Linked DNA regions of Sus scrofa: regions 1 and 3 are each linked to region 2. Evidence: chromatin contacts called from public HiChIP or PLAC-seq data. All regions are on one chromosome and are shown on one strand. The core of a region is the stretch at or near the end of the contact, and the rest is flanking DNA. Distances in the headings are between cores, read along the strand shown. Region 1 has its middle 58 kb from the start of MAP3K1. Region 2 has its middle 24 kb from the start of ANKRD55. Region 3 holds the start of MAP3K1 (mitogen-activated protein kinase kinase kinase 1).

Evidence for each region. HiChIP or PLAC-seq counts read pairs in DNA pulled down with a chosen protein or histone mark.
Region 1: a contact with region 2 is called in an H3K27ac HiChIP or PLAC-seq map of alveolar macrophages. The contact joins two enhancer-like sites. A contact is called at or near these places in 1 of 47 Hi-C or Micro-C datasets (embryonic fibroblasts) and 1 of 2 datasets of contacts at active chromatin or transcription factors (alveolar macrophages).
Region 3: a contact with region 2 is called in an H3K27ac HiChIP or PLAC-seq map of alveolar macrophages. The contact joins the promoter of MAP3K1 here to the enhancer-like site in region 2. A contact is called at or near these places in 4 of 47 Hi-C or Micro-C datasets (blood, embryonic fibroblasts, fibroblasts and 1 more) and 2 of 2 datasets of contacts at active chromatin or transcription factors (alveolar macrophages and skeletal muscle).

Annotation. Positions count from the first base shown.
Region 1 is chr16:35,812,745-35,815,444 of Sscrofa11.1, reverse strand. No RefSeq gene overlaps it. Among named protein-coding and RNA genes, the nearest start is that of MAP3K1, 58 kb to the left of the region's middle. Within about 2 kb of position 1,379, at least 13 of the 83 cell types and tissues checked have an H3K27ac peak or open chromatin away from gene starts, as enhancers often do. A contact at or near this core is called in alveolar macrophages, where this site is marked.
Region 2 is chr16:35,682,215-35,684,914 of Sscrofa11.1, reverse strand. No RefSeq gene overlaps it. Among named protein-coding and RNA genes, the nearest start is that of ANKRD55, 24 kb to the right of the region's middle. Within about 2 kb of position 1,439, at least 25 of the 83 cell types and tissues checked have an H3K27ac peak or open chromatin away from gene starts, as enhancers often do. A contact at or near this core is called in alveolar macrophages, where this site is marked.
Region 3 is chr16:35,870,966-35,873,665 of Sscrofa11.1, reverse strand. MAP3K1 (mitogen-activated protein kinase kinase kinase 1) reads right to left here and starts at 1,365. Exons shown (of 20, transcript XM_003133973.5): 1 at 855-1,365. The coding sequence starts at 1,336.

The DNA of each region.
Region 1 (2,700 bases), core at 130-2,629, 130 kb before region 2:
TGCTCCCTTGGTCTTCCTTTCACCTTTTAATTGCACCAGCAACAAAATATAACAAGCGAGACTGGAATGAGAGTTGAGCCATTGCTGAGAGTGTCTGGTTGGAGGTGGTCCAGGTAGGTCTTGACACCACATATCCCAGTACATCTTGGTACAAAGTATGAGAATATGCATGATTGGAGGATATCACCTTCCAGCCACAGCGCCTCTCACTACACTCTTTATGATTAGAGAACTGTGCAGCCTTGTGACTTCTTCCAGTCAAAGTCACGCCCAAAGTTAATTCCAAATCTAAACCTCTTTAGTCATTATTATGCTTCTCTTACCCGAGTGTCCCTTAAAGTTCCTAAATTGAGAAGGGTTATTTGGTCAGTATAAAAGTCTCAAAACAAAATGCTATTTTGCAGGAAATGGCTAATGTGTCTTATACAAAGTGGACTTCATTTTACAAACATTTTTGAGCAGATACTGGGCTCCAGGCCCTGGGGTAGGTGCTGAGGAGATAGTGGTGAGCAGGTCAGGGAAGTTTCTCTCCTCATGGAGGTTCCAGTCTGGGTGAGAGTCAAAGACTGGCTTGGGAATCAGTAATATCCAGTGCCTCAACTGAGAGAGAAAACAAAAGCCCCATACCTTTTGTCTTTTTGGAAAGATCCAGGATCTTTTCCTGTGATTCCAGGTGAAATCTCAACCGAGAGTGTCTAATCAGTTCTCTTCTCCTTCCTCTTCTCTTCCCTAACACTGGCTTCCTGTTCCTCTGGGGAAGCGCTTTTGACTGGTGAATATATTAATATGCATACTTAAAAGAAACAGAAAAAAAACTGTTTTGTATATTTCCTCTACATAATGTGTTACTGTTCAGAGTTCTTGACCTCCTTAATCAATAGAAATTGATAAGAGGCCAGACAGGAATATTCAGGCAAGGTTTTATTGAGGCTTCTGCTGCAGCAGCAGGGAGTGAAAACAAACATCAAGTTTCCTGGTTTGCTCACTCCCTGGGGGGAGGGAGGACAGCTGGTTCTTTCTATGGAGTAAGGGCAGGGGCGGGCCAGAGGTTGGGCCAGAGGGGTGGCTTAGGTGGTTTGCCCACTTCCTTGGTGGTGGGTGTAGGGGGCGTGCATAGTACTCTCCTTTTCCTTCTGACACCCTGCTTTTGCTCTTGGCTCTTCAGAAGTGGCACTTGGGGTTTTAGAGGTTTTTTTGTATCTTCTTATCCATAATTTTCCCCAATTGCACATGTACACAGTTCTTTTTTATCCCTTATAGTTTCTTTGTATTTTATTGCTCAAGGAGATGTTTGTCCGGGGGCAAGCACCACAGTCACTGCAGCAAAGGGTCTCAGATCCCAGCCTGTCTTATATAGTTGATTATAAATGGTTGGCTCATGTGGTTATGGAGGCGGAGAAGTCCCAGGGGTGGCAGTTGGCAAGCCTGGAGACTCAGGAGAGCTGATTGTATTTCAGTCTGAGATCAAAGTCTTAAGAACTAGGAAAGCCAATTGTGTGAGTTCCAATCTGAGTCTGAAGCAGGAAAAGACCAATGTCCCAGCTTGAAGAAGTTCAGGCAGAAGGAAATTTCTCTTATTTGCCTTCTTATTCTATCAAGGCCTTCCATGGACTGGACAAGGCACACCCAAATTGGGGTAGGCAGCCTGCTTTACTCAGTCTACAGATTCAGATGTTAATCTCATTCAGAAACACCCTCACAGACACATACTCAGATATACCCAGAGTATCATTGAACCAAGTATCTGGGCACCCCATGGCCTAGTAAGTTGACATATCAAATTGACCATCAGTGGAACTTAGGCCACATGCCCAAATCCTAGCTGCAAAGGAGGCTGGGAAAACAGCATCTGGCCTTTTAAACTTACACAATGAGAGATTTCCACTGGGATCCTGGGTGACTGAAAAGAATGGCAAAAGTGTCCTTCCGCTAGAACCAGGTTTCCTGATTCCAAGCTTTTCACTATGTCATGGTTGCCACATGTTTTTCCCCCTTTTCTTTCAAAAAACAAGCTGTCGGGTGAGAGAGCACTGAGAATTCCATTCTTTAGAATGTATTTAATTATTTCTACACTGGAGCAAATGCCTTGGATTGATGTTTTTTCATGGGAATTCAAGCCCCATTCTCTTTGGCAGAAAGTCCTAACTATTTTTGGAAGTTGAAAAAAATTCAGAGAATCTGGTTCACTTTTGGTCATGTACAGTAATGTTATTTTTATGTATCTAGGACAGTGACATGGTCAATGTTTATTTTTGATTGGCTTTCTGGGGACACAAGGGTGGGCTAAGAGGTCGGGAACATGGGAGGACAGTCACTCACAGTTAGCTGGAACCTTGTGCTGGTGGAATCCTCACTCACTAGCAAAAGCCCTCCCTCCCTGAGTGCTTGAGATTGCTCCCTCAGAGCCTACCAGGCCTCTCTTTGGTCTTCTTTTCCTTTCAACTTGGGCTGGAATGTTCTCTAAGATTTGGTGCAAAGTGTCCTAGAATTGGGACCCCAGCATTTGAGTTGTAGTTCTGCCATTTAATCACTGTGGGCATTGAGCAAGTTACTTACTCAGAGTCTCAGTTTCTTTATCTGTGAAACCAGACTGTTGGATTAGATAATCCACAGTCAGGGTACTTTGGCTAAGAATCAAAATATCCAAGTATAGGAGTTCCTGCTGTGGAGCAGTGAGTTAAGAATCTGACTGCAGTGGGG
Region 2 (2,700 bases), core at 190-2,689:
AGATTCAAATAGAGAAGTGGAATGCACCAATTGATGGGAGAAGCAGCATGTGTGTGTAGGAAGGGGAGCCATTTTTGGAGAGTATTTGCTACCTCCACCTAGCTGTTGCCTGCTTATCGAGTTAGGGGACACTGTCAGGGGACGTGGGGCTCAGGGTTCCGGGAAGGACGCACATCTATGCTATTGGTTCTTGGTTTTAAACCACTTGGTGTTCAGTGGCCGTGTAATTTGTGTTTTTGACCATGTTTGTTTGTTTGCTTGTTTGTTTAAATTATAATTTCTTTTCCCTAACCAGCTTACTTTGGGCGGTCTAAAGTGATTTACCTTTTGCAAATGACTGGCTTTGGTATTCCTCCTTAAATTCATTTGGACAGTGGAGGTGGCATATGAAAAATGATAGCCAGCACCTGTCTCCCCTCCCCCGCAACTTAACCTCCTTGCTGCTCTTCAGTTATAGACAATTTCGCCATGTTCCATGCAGGGTGTGTGTAGGTGGTTGAAGGGGCTGTCACTACACTGGGAAAATGCTTTGAATTTGAAAGACAGTTTTGTACTTACTTGAAGGCTTTTATTTGTGAGCTTGAGCAGTCCCAAGTGTCCTTGTATACAAGCCCTGCCTTTGCTTAACTCCTATTATTATCTTGCCTTGGAAGGTCATGCCAACTGCTTAATTACACAGAGAGTTATGAAACAGCTAGGGCACCAGAACATTATTCAACTGTGGGTTCCTAAAGGAAAATAAACTCTCCTTACACTGAGGTCAGCTGCCAATAAACTAGGCATGTTTGGCTGTTCGTGGCCACATGCATAGCTCCCTTGAATAAAGGGATTCCATGGCTGGGCAAAAATCCTGGATTCACCTTTCCTAGCAGCACCAGCGGTTACAGCATAATAGAACCATTTTAATTCGGAGAGAGATTAAATCTGAGTACTTCGAGTCAGACTTTTCCTTTCATTGAATATAAACAATAAAAATTCTCCATGAAGGCTTTCCTGCTTCACTAAGAAATAGGCTAATACATTTCATGGTATACCCTTAATCAAACATCAGGCTCAACAAAAATGTGCATTCATTAAAGACATGATTGTTTAGTTAAAGGTTCCCATAGTCCATCTGCCCCTCAGCCATCCACCTACAGGAAGAAAAACTGTGAACTAAGCAAACTCATGTTCAGAGAGGTGAGGGTTTTTGTTTGATTCAACCTGTCAGATTCCTGTTGCGGCCCAACTCTCACCTTGAGAACACACAGACTGGCCTTTCATGCATTGCCTTTGCTTTATCTGTCTTCAGGCAGGAGAATGTGCTAATTCTAAAAAAAAATTTTTGCAAAATTAGATGCTCAAAGAGAAACAGAACAGAAACAGACCCTTTGAGAAAGAGCTCCTCTCCTGAAGAAGTGTTTTTCACAAACCACTGAGATAGCTACAAACTCTTGCTCTTACAGGAAATAGCTTGCCCTGTTGCATAGGGTGGGGCCCTCTCTTATTTCTCTAAACACTTTCGGAGAAAAAAAATAACCAAAACAGGCTCAAATGCCAAAGACTACTTTAACCCTCAAATCCCAGAACCCAAGGTCAACTGAAGGTCACAAGCCAGTGCTTAAGCCAGAAAGTTGGCAAGCTCTCCAGGCAGTGTCTGTTCCTTCTGAAATCTATAGCTAAAATTGAAACCGTGGAAACACTGCTCACTTGTTCTAAGTCAGAGGTACCTGTGATTTATTAAGTGGTTTGAGGTGCTAGTCAGGGCATTAAGTTAAATATTGAAAAAGGCTCCTGCTCCCACCCCTGCCCCTCCTTCTTGAAACAAATTTAGACCATATCAAAGTTTTTATAAAGACATTCCTAATAGCATTGTGCTGTAAATTCTGTCTGATCCAACCTTCAAATATTTATGTAAACTGAAATATGTCTGGAAAGAAATCAAAACAAAACAAATATGTTCCCCAACCCATTCCCCAGCTCCCTCCTCCCTCATTTACATTCAAGTGTAAATCTCTCCAACTGGCTCCCAACTGTTAGGGCTGGTTAATTAGTGATAATTGCAGAGACTATTTCTTTGAATGCATTGAAGGGCTTATGTCTTGCAAGCAATTTAGCCTGGAGTTTTCAGCACATGAGAAATGCATTGGTAGCAGTTTTTGATTTTTCTTTTTTAAAAAGATCATTACAGATAAGAGCAGTTGATTTAGTCTCCCTACAATCTGCTGTATTAATAATGAGTGCTTTTAAAACATTTACAGGTTTGTCACCCTGTTTTGTTCCTTAAGCTGTGAACCTAGCCTTTACTGTCATTAGAGTGAGATGTTTCTCCTGGGATCATTTTGGGTGAAGTGCTTAAACTCAGTTTCAGATGCAGTTTGCTAATGATAATTTGCGTCACTTGCAAGTTGTAGCAACATCAGGATCTCATGGTCTATCTTTTGGCTCCTGATACCATGTAATTAGAGAGAGTGGAAAACAGGAAAGATTTTTAAAGTGACTGTACTCATATTACAGTTCTGAAACCCAGGGGAAGAAAAGAGGAACCATTATTTGTGTTAATGATGGAATATTCTAATACTCTCAAAGGTACTTGGTAACCTTTTGATATGGGAATAAAAAATGGAAGTTAATGGGTTTTAACCCTCACAAAATTGATTTGTTTATGTTACAGTTGTTTGGGGTTTTTATTTACTCATTCAACATTTACTTACACTGTGC
Region 3 (2,700 bases), core at 116-2,615, 190 kb before region 2:
AACTTCAAAGGCCGAATTCAAACTCCAAACAGAAGTCACTTAAGTCTTAGCAGTGCAGTCCGCATTCCCAAAGACACTAAGGAGCCCCTTGGGGGACTAAATTTGAAAACTTCACGTCCTAAAAGACCGCAAGCCCCCGCGAGTTTGCAGCCGGTAGGTCTGCACCGCTTTGACAGGCGTTACAGAGCCGTCCACCACGGAGTCTCTGCGGCCGCGCTCCGGGCGCGCCGCCTTCGTCCCCGCCCGGTCCCGGTACCTGAGCAGGGGCTCCGCCTGTCACGGCTGCGGTGACGCCCGCCGCTTTCTCCGCCGCCCTCTGCCCCCCCTTCCCGGCCTCAGGCAAGGCTCCCCATCTACGCCGCCCCTTTTTTGACCACCACCCGCCCTTGGGCTCGGGCCTCACCCGCAGCGCTCCCCCCGCCCCGTGGACTCCGGTCCCGGGTCGCCGCCGCCGTACTGCTGCCCGCCGGGAGGACAGCGCCAGGGTCCCGCGCCGGGGCTCCTCTGAGAGTCCCTATTCCGGGAGCCCCACAAAGCCATCCTGGGCCCCCCGCACCTTATCTCAAGCGGTCCCCGCAGCAGGGCTCGCACGACTGTCACATGTCTGCAAACAATAACAAACTCTCCGGCAGGTCCCCGCCCCGGGCCCCCAACCGGTCCCCCAGGCCAGGTCTGAGACGCCACCCGATGCTGTAGGGGTCAAAGTGGGTGCCCGAGGGCTCGGGTCCCGGCGAGCGGCGCGCAGCCGAGCTGCTCGGAGCCCCGCGGCGCCGTTCGCGGTGCCCAGGGTTCATTCATTGCCCTCGACCGACCGCCTCCCTAGTCCCCGCCACGCTCCCGGCCCCGCAGCTCACCCGACAGGGGCCGCAGTAGAAGGTGGCTCTGCGGCGGGCATCCGCTTCTCCCCGGGCTCGGCCCCCGCGGTGCTCGGGGCGCCGCTGTCTGGGGCGGCCGCCGGCTCTGCAGGATGGGCGCCGCCTCGGCTCCCGGCTCCGTGGGGCGGTGGTACCGCCACAGGCTGGAAACTACTCCCACTCGCAGGAGCGTCCGCCGGCTCTGGCGACGGGGAAGTGGAGGAGGACGGCGGAGAGGCGGCGAGGAAAAGCGGCGGCTCCGGCAGCTGGTCCAGCTCCACACTCCGCACTTTGCGCAGTTGCCGCCGCCTCCAGTCTGCCCGCTCGCGGCCCCCGCTGCCCGCCTCCCGCAGCAGCCCCGCGGCTGCCGCGGGCGCGCTGCCGGCCTTGAGGGCCCCTCCGCCGCCGCCCGCTTCGGGGCTCGCCGCCCCGGCGCCCGGGAATCCCGAGGACGAGGCGCGATTCCCCGCCGCCGCCGCCATTTTCTCTCGCGGGCTACATTCGCTCGGCCCCTGCGAGGGAGGGAGGGGGCGGGGAGAGTGCAGGGGGCGGGCGGACCGGTTGGCGCTGCGCCTCCAGCGTAGGGCAGCCTGCGCCAACTGCGTGAGCACGGCCCTTCGGGCGCCTGGCCTGCACCCACAGGCGGGCGCGCGGGGTTTGGCGCGGCGGGTGGGACGACGGGGTGCAGGTGGAGGGCGCTGACTGTGCGCTCCGCGCGCGGGCTAGCGAGGTGGGCTTGGAGGTGGCTGCGTCGGGGGCGCGCTGTGGTTTGCGCGCCTCACCCGCTGCGCCTCCAGGTAGTCCCGGGCTGCACCGGAGAGAGGAGGAGCCTCGGCGGCGGAACGCCGTTTCCTCTCTGCAGCAGTCTCGGCCCGTGCTCGCCCATCGAATGTTGCAGTTCGAACTTCGTTGTGTGGTGCGTTGCAGGGGAAGCATGCAGGAGGCTTTGCAATCTGTCATTCGCACTGTCCGTTACAGTGGGAGTTGGAGAACTCCGGCGCGTACCAACCCCACCCCCGCCCCCCTTCGCGCAGGTGGCACCCAGGGCAGTCGGCCACTGCAAAGTGAAAGAAAGCCAACGTTCAGTAGACGTGGTGCCGCGGACCAGAAAAATCTTTTTTTTTTTTTTAAGCTTTCCTCATGTTTTGCCTCCCTCCCCCCAACTCGTGCTAAGAATAAAACAAAAGTTTCCTGGAATAGCTTGTTCATAACCTGAAATCACCGATTTAGTAAACCCTTCTTATGCCCTACCCCTGCCCGGGGCTAGAGAGAGGCAGAGAGCGGCGAGAGGGAGCAAGGGGAATCTCTATAGATCTTGATTTTCCTCGACTGTCTTTGGGAAAGGCAGCGATACATATACATTGGACCACTTAAAACACGTTTGGGGAAGGAACCAGGAAGTGCTCGATAATTGTCCTCCGCCAGGTTCTGGCCCTCCCCGAATCCTATGCCTCTAGCTGCACGTCTCTCTTCCCGGCAGGGTCTGGCCACCGTCCGGGTTCCCTCCGCCCCCACCCCTGCAGTGCCGGAGCTGCCTAACTTGGCGTTCCGAACCCTTCCAGTCCCCCGGGGCGTCTGGAGATAAGGTGCTTTGGAATGGAAAAGGCACCATTTACATGTTAATGATTTTCGAGCTTCGGGCTTCTGCGTCGCGTTTTTTCCTCCAGCAGGTTTGTCTATGATGGGAAAAGTGCCACAACCCGGGGACCCGAGTCCCTAGATTTATTTTGTGAAGGTGGAATTAAGGGAGGCGGGGAAAGAGAGGGACGTTCTTCAGGAACCGAAAGGAGAGCGCTGTCTTGTCTGTATTTATGTATTTAGGCAGAAGTCTAAACTGTCTACAAAA